Linked DNA regions of Mus musculus: all the other regions are linked to region 3. The links are chromatin contacts, called in public HiChIP or PLAC-seq and promoter capture Hi-C maps. All regions are on one chromosome and are shown on one strand. Each heading gives the region's core, a stretch centred on a gene start, on an enhancer-like site or on the middle of the called end of the contact. The rest is flanking DNA. Distances are from core to core; before and after follow the strand shown. Region 1 holds the start of Nfkb1 (nuclear factor of kappa light polypeptide gene enhancer in B cells 1, p105). Region 2 overlaps Nfkb1 (nuclear factor of kappa light polypeptide gene enhancer in B cells 1, p105). Region 3 holds the start of Manba (mannosidase, beta A, lysosomal).

Region 1 (3,058 bases), core at 325-2,824, 210 kb after region 3:
GTTTCTCTTTTTAAGGTCTGACGAACATTAATGCATTTTTTTTTTGCCACCCAAGAACAATCAGCTGAAGAGTCCTCTAGAAAGCCACCCAACTCTATCACCATCTCCATCTTTAGTACTAACCACCAGTCTGAGCCCCAGTATTTGATGCCATAGCCATCAAATGTTAATAAACACCACAAGTTGTTCTCAGCCCTAAAACAACAAAAATTTTAGTTAAATATGCTTACTTAGAAAGCTGCAGTGTTGGCCTTTACTTTTAAAAGTTCATTAAAAAAACAAAACAGATTAAATCTAGATGATGAAATCTTTTTATCATTTGTCCCACTTAAGTTTTAGACTCGACCCATAAACAGAGCCAAGATTGGTGTCTGTCTCAGAAGACCGAAGGAAGCCTACATGTAGCAGAGGCGTCATGTTTGTATCGTTTTCTGTTTTGGAGGTCAGGCACAAAACATGGTGCCATTATCCTAGAGTTTCCCCGTAATCAAAAGTCTGAAAGGTGCTATTAGTAGGTAATTTCTCTCTCAAATGCCAGCCCTGGAGAATCGGTGTGAGGCCCTCCTTATTATTTTGAAAATCAAAGTTGAGATTTGGCAGCTGAATGCATGATATGTGTGTGTATGGGGAGGGGGGGGTGTCTATCTCAGATTGGTAAGTGGGCCCCAGGTTCTCCCGAGGGACTGATTCTTAGGAGCTGGGAAGGGCTTTGCCAGCCAGGAGGACTGACAGGCACTTCTGCTTTCATTTCACTGACCGCCCTTTGGTGAAATCTGGCTGTGCACTGCACCAAGCACCTTTCTATCTGTCCTAGGCCGGTGGCGGACCTCAGCCTGGCCGCCACCACCCCACCCCAACCCCGCCGCAGGGGCTTGGGTACATCTTTCTAAAACTTTGCAAGAGTTCCTCTCCGCTTCCCGTTCCCGCCCGCGGAGACGCCGAGGGCCCCGCCAGCCGGCCCGCAAGGCCTCGGGGCCGCCCAGTGCGGATGTGCCCTTTCCCCGCAGCCGGGGCCGCTCGATCCGCGACTCCTGCTTGGGGCTCTCCCCTAGTCCCCCCCCGAACCCCGGGAGCTTCGAGCCAGTGGGACCCGCTGCACCGTGGTGCGGAGAGCTGGCGGCTCCGTTCCTCTACCTGCCCCGGGGCTTACCCTGGAGATGCGGCGCGGCCTCTCCTCGCCTGCGGGCTCCCGCTGCGGAGCGGCGCGGACCGGCGGGAGCCCGAGCCGGGTCGGGGCGCGGGCGGGCGGGCGGGCGGCTCAGCGGCGCGCCATGGCTGCGGCGCGGGCGGAGAAGCGCGGGGCGGGCCGGGCGCGGCGGGGCCCTGAGCTCCGGCCTGCGCTGCTAGAGCCGGCCCGCGAGCAGGCCGAGGGCGGCGGCGGCGGCGGCGGCGGCGGCAGGCCGGGGGCGCGCAGGGCACGGGAAGCCGTCAGCGCGCAGCCGGGCTGCTCGGGTGGCGAAACCTCCTCTTCCTGCCCGGCTCGCCTCGGTACTTCTCTCTCGTCCTCTCTCGCTCACTCTCTCACTTCCTGGCTGGAAATTCCCACTGACGTCGAGAGAGAGCAGACAGACGGACGGACCCACGCGCGCGCGCACAGCGGGGGCGGGAGGTGGGGTCGCCTCCGGGGGTGGGGGAAGCCCGCGCGCCCCGACCCGGCGCCCCGAACCCCAAGCCCCGCGGCGGCCGCGACGCCCCCGGGAGGCGCCCGCAGCCCAAGGGCAGGCCCGGACAGCTGGAGGCCACGGGAGACCGGCCTGGTCCCCACGCGCTGGGCACAAAAGTCAATCTCATCTGCTTGTTCCCTCCTCTGGGGGTCTCGGCTACACTCAGATCGCTCCATAGAGCGGACAGGAATTTCGAGATCGTAGCTGAGGTTCTCTCCAGAGAACCATGAATTTATATTGGGTCTGGATGAAGTCTTCAATCCGCTCGATTATTTCAGCCACAGCGCATTGTCCGGCCTGTGTGATCATCGCTGTGGATGGAATTAGAGCGACAGTGAGACCCGCAGTGTTGGTTCACAGCTCATAAATCCTTATCCGGCTCAAGGGAGGTTATTTTTCTGGAGAGGCCTCCCACTGATGACCGTTTGCGAGCATTTGAGCGTCTTTATTCTTTGGGCAAAGTGCCTCCATGGGCCAGGAATGACAGCCTGGGGCTAGGTAGCTCCCAAGTGAGTTTTGACTTAAACCTATTTTAGAGTTCGGGGGTCTCACTACTGAGTTCAAGTGGAAATACAACTTTGAAAGGCCAGGGATCAATCAGGTAGTGAGCATGCAGTTTTATTTTGGTACTTAACCCTCCGCTCAGCGTTCCACTTATGAAGTTATAAAAAACCCTCTCAGTGGGATGTTGTTGAGGGAAACACAGGTGCCCCCCCCCACACTGTATATTAGAGAGTCTTTAAGTGACCTTAAAGAGCCCTGTAATCAACCTTAAAGCTATATCATTAAATTGTAGAGACCGTTTTGCCATCTAGAGTTCAGAGGCTTCCTATAGATGGAAGACAACGATGGTTGTTATTATTTATGGGACATTAGAAATTGTAACCTACGGGCCTGGGAAATGACTCAACAGAGTGGTCGTTGGGATCTTTAGCATTCCTGCAGGTGGGGGTATCTGTAACCTCAGCGGACAGTTGGACCTGGAACTCATTGGATAACTAACAAAGCCAAGCGCTGAGTGACAGAAAGTGACAAACACAGACCTCTGTGAGAGAGAGTGGGGGTGGGGGGGACAGAGGGAGGGGGAGGGGGAGAGGGCAAGAACTGTGTCCTTGTTACTATTTAGCACATTGCTATATAGTATATAAAATGATTCTTTTCCCTGATGATATAAATACAAAGCCTGAAAGCTCTGGTGAAACAACAAAGTATAAAGTGTTTGTCTTTCCTCTGAGGACTAGGTGGGATGGGGAAAACTCTACAGTCTGCAAGGTGGGGCAGTCCCATTGTCAAAGGCACATAAATAAGACTGTTACAAAGGTAGAGGCAATGGGATATACTACTAGAACACAAGTTGAAGACTGTTCATCAGCAAGAAGTATCTAGTTAAACTT
Region 2 (3,181 bases), core at 10-2,509, 190 kb after region 3:
CAAAGACAATCTTCTAAGGTGGAGGTGACATTATTGCCTTATTAAACTGTCCAAACCCACTTAGTACCTTTATGTCATTGATTCTGTGTGTACCTGAACAAGGATGGCACCAACAGACAGGCAATGTGAAAGGGAGATTGCTCAGGAGGTCTCAACCCTAGACTAAGAACTACAGGCACATAGGGAAAGCTGAGAGCATGAGAAATTGTGTTTCCCAAAAATGTACACTGATTGGTTACTCAATGCCAATGGAAACATTCATACAAGTAACATTAGATGGATGGAGCAGATTGATTTTTTTTTTTTTTGTACTTAGAAAAAGATACATCAATTAAAGAAAAAGAGGTCATGAAGTTTTGAGAGAGAGGTACATGAAAGAACTTGGAGGCAGGGGAAGGGGAAATGATATAATATATTATCATCTTAAAAATCATTCTTTAAAATTGGATGATTTGTAGAAGTTTGAGTGGGGGAATTTAACATAAAGAAGTCTCACTCCAACTTGGAAGATTCAACTCCAACCGCACTTCACAGACGTAAGGGTATCCTCCTGGTCCATTCCCTACATGAGGCCCTAATGAAGACGGCTCCACTTTAAATGTCTGACAAACGACCATACTGGGCACCTTGTCATCATGGCACCCTCTCCTACGGTTTCTAGATTATATGTGGCTAAAAACTTAACTCCGTCAGGTACTACAGAAGCTCAAGGAACACTCGGGTGCCTTAGAATCTTGACGCATAAAGCCTTGGCCATTACTGAGGCGTTGAAAGGTAAGTGCAGCTCTAGCATGATATAAATGCTAATTTCTAATTTTAAATTAAATGTCAAAAGAAAGAAACCGAGAGTCACTTGGAAAGGATGAATCACTGAGTAATATTTGCATTGATTGCAAAAGCAAGTTTATACCTAAAATGTTGAAATATCGACTAAGCTTTGGAGCTGGGGATGAGAAAGCAGTGGGAAAGTCCCTTATGTACCCCTGCTTTCTCAGCCTTGCCCCCACTTTCCTTTTGTGCTTTTGAGGAAGGACCTTGAGACACAAAGGGAGACACAAGCCTGGGTCTCATTTATGCATTTGTCTACCCCAACCAGGAATCTTTAGGAATCTTCTCACCACATAAGGAGACGCAGAAAATGTAGCTAGGTCTCAGCAAATATCCGGGGAGTTGTGGTTTTCATACAAAGCACAATGTAACAAAACCAGCCAAGTCCTGAGTATGTGACATATTCTATGAATGCTGAACGAACTGTTTCCTGCATTCCTGTGGCAATCTTCCTAGTAACTCAATCTGACACAGGGGCATCTTGGTGAAGCAGCTGGACTGAGTGGAGAAATTCTAAAGGCATGGCTGTATGCCATCAAGGACAAAGTCAGGAGAATTCCTGTCAGTAACTATATAGCATCTAGGTTCAGAGATATAGGCAGCCGAGGCCTGACTCACTGTAAGCACCACCAACAACAACACCACCAACACCAACAACTCTTTCTGTTCTGTTCGATTTCTTTGGGGGAAAAGGCTCTCTAAATTTCCAAACCCATTAAAATACCATAATCCAAAGAGAACCACAATGCGCACTATGAAAAGTAGGCGGTCAGACACCAGCTAGAAGGTGCACTTGGAAATCAGGGAGGGGGTGGGGTGGCAGGGTGGTTTAAAATTCTAGTAACCATAACAGGTGTCACTTAGGTGTCATTTAATGTACTGTTTTGTTTAGCAATGGGGCAAAGATACTGGGAAAAGAGACTTTTCACAACATTTTTTGTTTTGTATCTTGCACGCACAATAAATTGCTAAAGATTAAATTATAAAATGTTAAAGTTTCTTTTCCATAGAGAATTTTTTGAAGAAAACATAATGTAAGGGCTATGGCCACATAAAGTGTATACCATGTAAAATATTCAGAGGGCGTAAATTCTGCAAGTCGATTTTCAGGAGTTTGTGATGTGCTCTGATCTAACTGTTTGCATTCTTGTTCTACAACTGTAAGTTAAATATTATGGAATTGCTATAACAATGGGGAGATTTGTACAGTGACATGGAAATTTATCTAATACACATTAGACATGTATTAGAATAAAAAGGGGGCTGAATCTAAATTTAAATCATTGAACCTAAAATGCCCTGACAGTGTTAAATAAAATATGAAGTATGAATTCGTCAACACTCCTAATTATTCCTGACTGCTCTTCAGAAGCGTCCCCCTTTCTGTGTGTCCTCCTGTCTGACAGTATGTCACACTAATGATAAAGGCTGGCAATGGACTTTTTTTTTTTCAGTAATGCTGATTTCTAAAAGCTTTCTTTTAAAAATAAATCAATGTTTCTGTGCATGCTACCACACTGAGATTTACAGAACCTGGTTTCCCACTTCTTTTATTTTCAATATTATTTCACCAGGAGCATCGTGACAATGACCTAGAACAATACATGCACGCACTGCAAATGCAAATCTGAGAGCTGACGAAGAAACCCATTCATGATGGAGTGTCAGCCTAATGGGCTGGCAGACCCATGGGAAACACTCAGCTAGCTAATCCATGCGAAGCTTATTAGTGAGTGGGAGATACAGAACATATGTTAACTCACCAGACAGTCTAATAGCTCACTCATGATAAATTATAGGAAGAAAGATGCAAGATAAACTTTTCGTTGTCCTGAGAAAGACACAGGCTCATATATTTGTGTGCTTAGTCACCAGGGAGTGACACTATTTGAAAGGATTAAAAGGATTACGAAGTGTGGCCTTGTTAGAGGAAGTCTGTCACTGAGGAGGAGCACTGAGGTTTCAAAAGCCCATCCCAAGTCCAGAGTCTGTCTTTCTCTGCCTACAGACCATGATGCAGAACTCTCAGCTCCTGATTCTGTGCCTGCCTGTGTCCTCTGCTCTCTGCCATCATGATAATGGACTAAACGTCTACAATTGTACGCCAGGCCCATTTAAAGGCTTTCTTTTAGAAGAGTTGCCTTGGTCATGATGTCTCTTCACAGCAATAGAACTGTAGCAAAGACAGATAAATTTTCTGCCAATAGCTACTGACAGTCTAACATATTTGAGTCTGAAGTGGTTGCATGCCATTACCCTATAACTTGTATTTTTCCCTGAGGGGGAGTTTAGAAGTTATTCTCTGAAGTATTCTGGGCTCACAGGACTGGATGGCTGGTCCTACCATCTTCTA
Region 3 (2,865 bases), core at 352-2,851:
AACAAACAAACAAACAAACAAACAAAAAACAAGTGCTCTTAACCACTGAGTCACCTCTCCCGTCCAACCATTGTTACATTTTTGAAACAAGCTGGCTTCAAGGTCCCTATGTAGACAACGACAGTCTTGAACTCCTGATCCTCCTCCCTCTGTCTCCTAAGTGCCTTGATTCCAGGTTATAGCCAGTCACAGTGTCGTTAGACTTCAGGCTTACAGGTTGTGAGCCACTACCTGCACCTCCCTTCACCTGTCTTTTAAACAGTGTAACTTCAAACGCACAGAAAACACCAACTTCAACTTCCTTATGCTTGCTCTTCTGCCTTGAGACAGCTGAACTTTGTCCTCTGGGTACTGCTGTCCTTTCTGAAGCGTCTCTCAATGTCCTTGCTTAAGCTGTAGTAGATATATATATATATATATATTCCGAGTTTTGCTTCATGAGAAGAACCCAGGGGCCAATGAGATAGAGCAGCCGTTAAGGGGGAATGTCTCTAAGCCTGACACCCTAAGTTCTAGCCCTGGGACTCCTCACAAGCTGTCTGCTGACTTCCACACGCTCGCTGTGGCAGGAACCCCCATTCAACTCCTCCATGAAATTAGTAAGTAAAATGTGGGGTGTTTTGTTTATTTAAAAGAAGATGAAGAACCCAGCCTGCGTCTCCGTCTCTGAAATTAGTGTCTGCATTGTTTTGTTTTGTTTTTTTCGAGACAGGGTTTCTCTGTGTAGACCTGGCTGTCCTGAAACTCACTTTGTAGACCAGGCTGGCCTCGAACTCAGAAATCCGCCTGCCTCTGCCTCCCAAGTGCTGGGCTTAAAGGCGTATGCCACCACGGCCCGGCTAAGCGTCTGCATTCTTTTTTTTTTTTTTTTTTTTTTTGACAGGGTTTCTCTGTGTAGCCCTGGCTATCCTGGAACTCACTTTGTTCGAGGAGGCTGGCCTCGAACTCAAAAATACGCCTGCCTCTGCCTCCCAAGTGCTGGGATTAGAGGCGTGCGCCAGCACGCTTGGCATCTGCATTCTTTTAAATTCAGGGAATGGGAATTCTGTTGCTTGTTCAGTCCCACAACTCAACAGTGAAGGAGGGAATTTCAGACTCACCTGTAACACTAACGCAGTTTCATAGGAACCTCAGAAGCAGCTCCATGATGTAGCCACCACTAACAGGGAGCACATGGCGCCTCTCAGTCAACAGTTGAAGCAACCCTACGAGTTTATAGTTAGCACTGTTTAGTCCCAGCAGGTCGCGTATTGAGGGAGCGTTCAGCCTGACAAATCCTGGGGCCGGGGGACCATGTACAATCTGCTGGTCAGGCGTGGTAGGAGCTGTCCCCGGGCAGAGCCTGCGTACTATTGTGGACGCGCACCTGTCGTCTCCCAAATGGTCAGACTCTGCTTTCCAGACTTTTCTGTCGCTTTTCATCATTCGGATGAGCGCCCCACTTACAGGATCGAGCTGGAGCGAGAAGCCCAGCTCACAGGTCGCAGAGACCCTGGCCCTGGGCGGTGCTTGTACCCGCGTGGCGGGTCCCGGCTTCAGTTCCTCCCTGCAGGGCTGCGGGAAGCGCTCAGCTGACCTGGGGGCGGGTCCGTGCTCGGGGCGGGGACACAGCGTCCAGGCCTTGGCAAGGCTTGGGCGACACTGCCGGGTTCCTGCTTGCGAGCGGTCAGCATGCATCTTCACCTGCTCTTGATATTGGCGCTATTTCGGGCCGGCTGCGTGGTGGCAGGTCCTAGCTACAGCCTGAGCGGGAGCTGGCGGGTGAGCAACGGGAATGGCTCCCTGGAGCTACCGGCGACTGTCCCCGGCTATGTGCACAGCGCCCTGCACCAGCACGGGCTGATCCAGGTAGGACGCACAGTCACCCCCCACACCCCCCATGCGGGTCCAGGTCAGTAGGTGCAGCTGTGGGCAGTTGGGGGAATGGCCTGGGAGTTCAGGCCAGTTGTGGACACTGACCCTCCCTCGCTGGGTCTTCAGTGACCTTGGAAGGCGGAAGTTGTGTATATGAAACAAACGGTATGTCTGCTGTCTACTTATTGTGGTGATTCTCTGCTCAAGCATTTCCTAAGAGGACTTACCTTTCTCCCTCCGGACAGGGTTACTGTTGCAATCATCTGGATGCTTGTAGCTTTTAGTTAATCAAAGTTCGCCGACCCTAGGATGTCCGGGTTTTCTTTTTCTGCTTTGAAGCCTCGTGCGTCAGGTTTGAAATAAACACAAGGGATTGGGGAGAGCACTAGTAAAGTTTGGTTGTTGATGCTAATGAGGAGCCTAAATATTTGGGAGGGGAGTGTGTGCAAGTGTGTGTGTGGTGTGTGTGTGTGTGTGTGTGTGTGTGTGTGAGAGAGAGAGAGAGAGAGAGAGAGAGAGAGACCCAGAACCATGAGTATACTAAGCACACATTGTACCACCACCGAACTACACCCCAATCCTAAAGCCTGAATACCGTGCTGACATTTTTTTTTTAAATGAGAGTCTGTCATCCAACAGTGTGGTAGGTTTCTTTATGATAGTTTCATGTGAGTGCACCATGTTCTCTGCCCATATTCACTTTTTACTGGGTCTTGCCACCACGTGATCCCTCCCTCGTTCAAGGAGTTTCTTTCCATTATGGTGTCCTATATACGTACACTTATGAATACATATATTTACATCTAGAGTCAACATGAGTAAAAACATGCCATATCTTGTTTTCATTCTCATTTGTCTTATGTTGTTGTTTTGTTACCAATTTTTATTGTCTTCATTATCCTTACCTTCTTTTTTTTTTCTGGCTTTTGAGACAGGATCCCATGTAGTTCAGGCTGACCTTGAATTCCCAATGTAACTGAGGACCACCTGAACTCCTGATCCTCCTGCCTC

What was found. HiChIP or PLAC-seq counts read pairs in DNA pulled down with a chosen protein or histone mark. Capture Hi-C pulls out chosen DNA fragments and counts their contacts.
Region 1: a promoter capture Hi-C map of liver shows a contact between it and region 3. The contact joins the promoter of Nfkb1 here to the promoter of Manba in region 3. A contact is called at or near these places in 7 of 39 promoter capture datasets (the C10 cell line, the HPC-7 cell line, embryonic stem cells and 3 more), 8 of 115 datasets of contacts at active chromatin or transcription factors (bone marrow-derived dendritic cells, bone marrow-derived macrophages, craniofacial prominence and 5 more) and 2 of 9 other capture datasets (adipose tissue and liver).
Region 2: a contact with region 3 is called in an HNF4G HiChIP or PLAC-seq map of pancreatic cancer cells. The contact joins the enhancer-like site here to the promoter of Manba in region 3. A contact is called at or near these places in 3 of 39 promoter capture datasets (the C10 cell line, maxillary cranial neural crest and neutrophils), 1 of 484 Hi-C or Micro-C datasets (muscle stem cells), 4 of 115 datasets of contacts at active chromatin or transcription factors (bone marrow-derived macrophages, embryonic stem cells, memory CD8 T cells and 1 more) and 3 of 9 other capture datasets (adipose tissue, liver and pancreatic islet).

Annotation. Positions count from the first base shown.
Region 1 is chr3:135,689,973-135,693,030 of GRCm38.p6, forward strand. It overlaps Nfkb1 (nuclear factor of kappa light polypeptide gene enhancer in B cells 1, p105), which reads right to left and starts at 1,575. Exons shown (of 25, transcript NM_008689.2): 1 at 1,151-1,575.
Region 2 is chr3:135,669,807-135,672,987 of GRCm38.p6, forward strand. The region is part of intron 1 of Nfkb1 (nuclear factor of kappa light polypeptide gene enhancer in B cells 1, p105); the gene reads right to left. Among named protein-coding and RNA genes, the nearest start is that of Nfkb1, 20 kb to the right of the region's middle. Within about 2 kb of position 1,260, at least 76 of the 459 cell types and tissues checked have an H3K27ac peak or open chromatin away from gene starts, as enhancers often do. A contact at or near this core is called in pancreatic cancer cells, where this site is marked.
Region 3 is chr3:135,484,010-135,486,874 of GRCm38.p6, forward strand. It overlaps Manba (mannosidase, beta A, lysosomal), which reads left to right and starts at 1,602. Exons shown (of 17, transcript NM_027288.3): 1 at 1,602-1,848. The coding sequence starts at 1,672. Gm30992 (a long non-coding RNA gene) reads right to left here and starts at 1,592. Exons shown (of 3, transcript XR_376111.4): 1 at 1,101-1,592.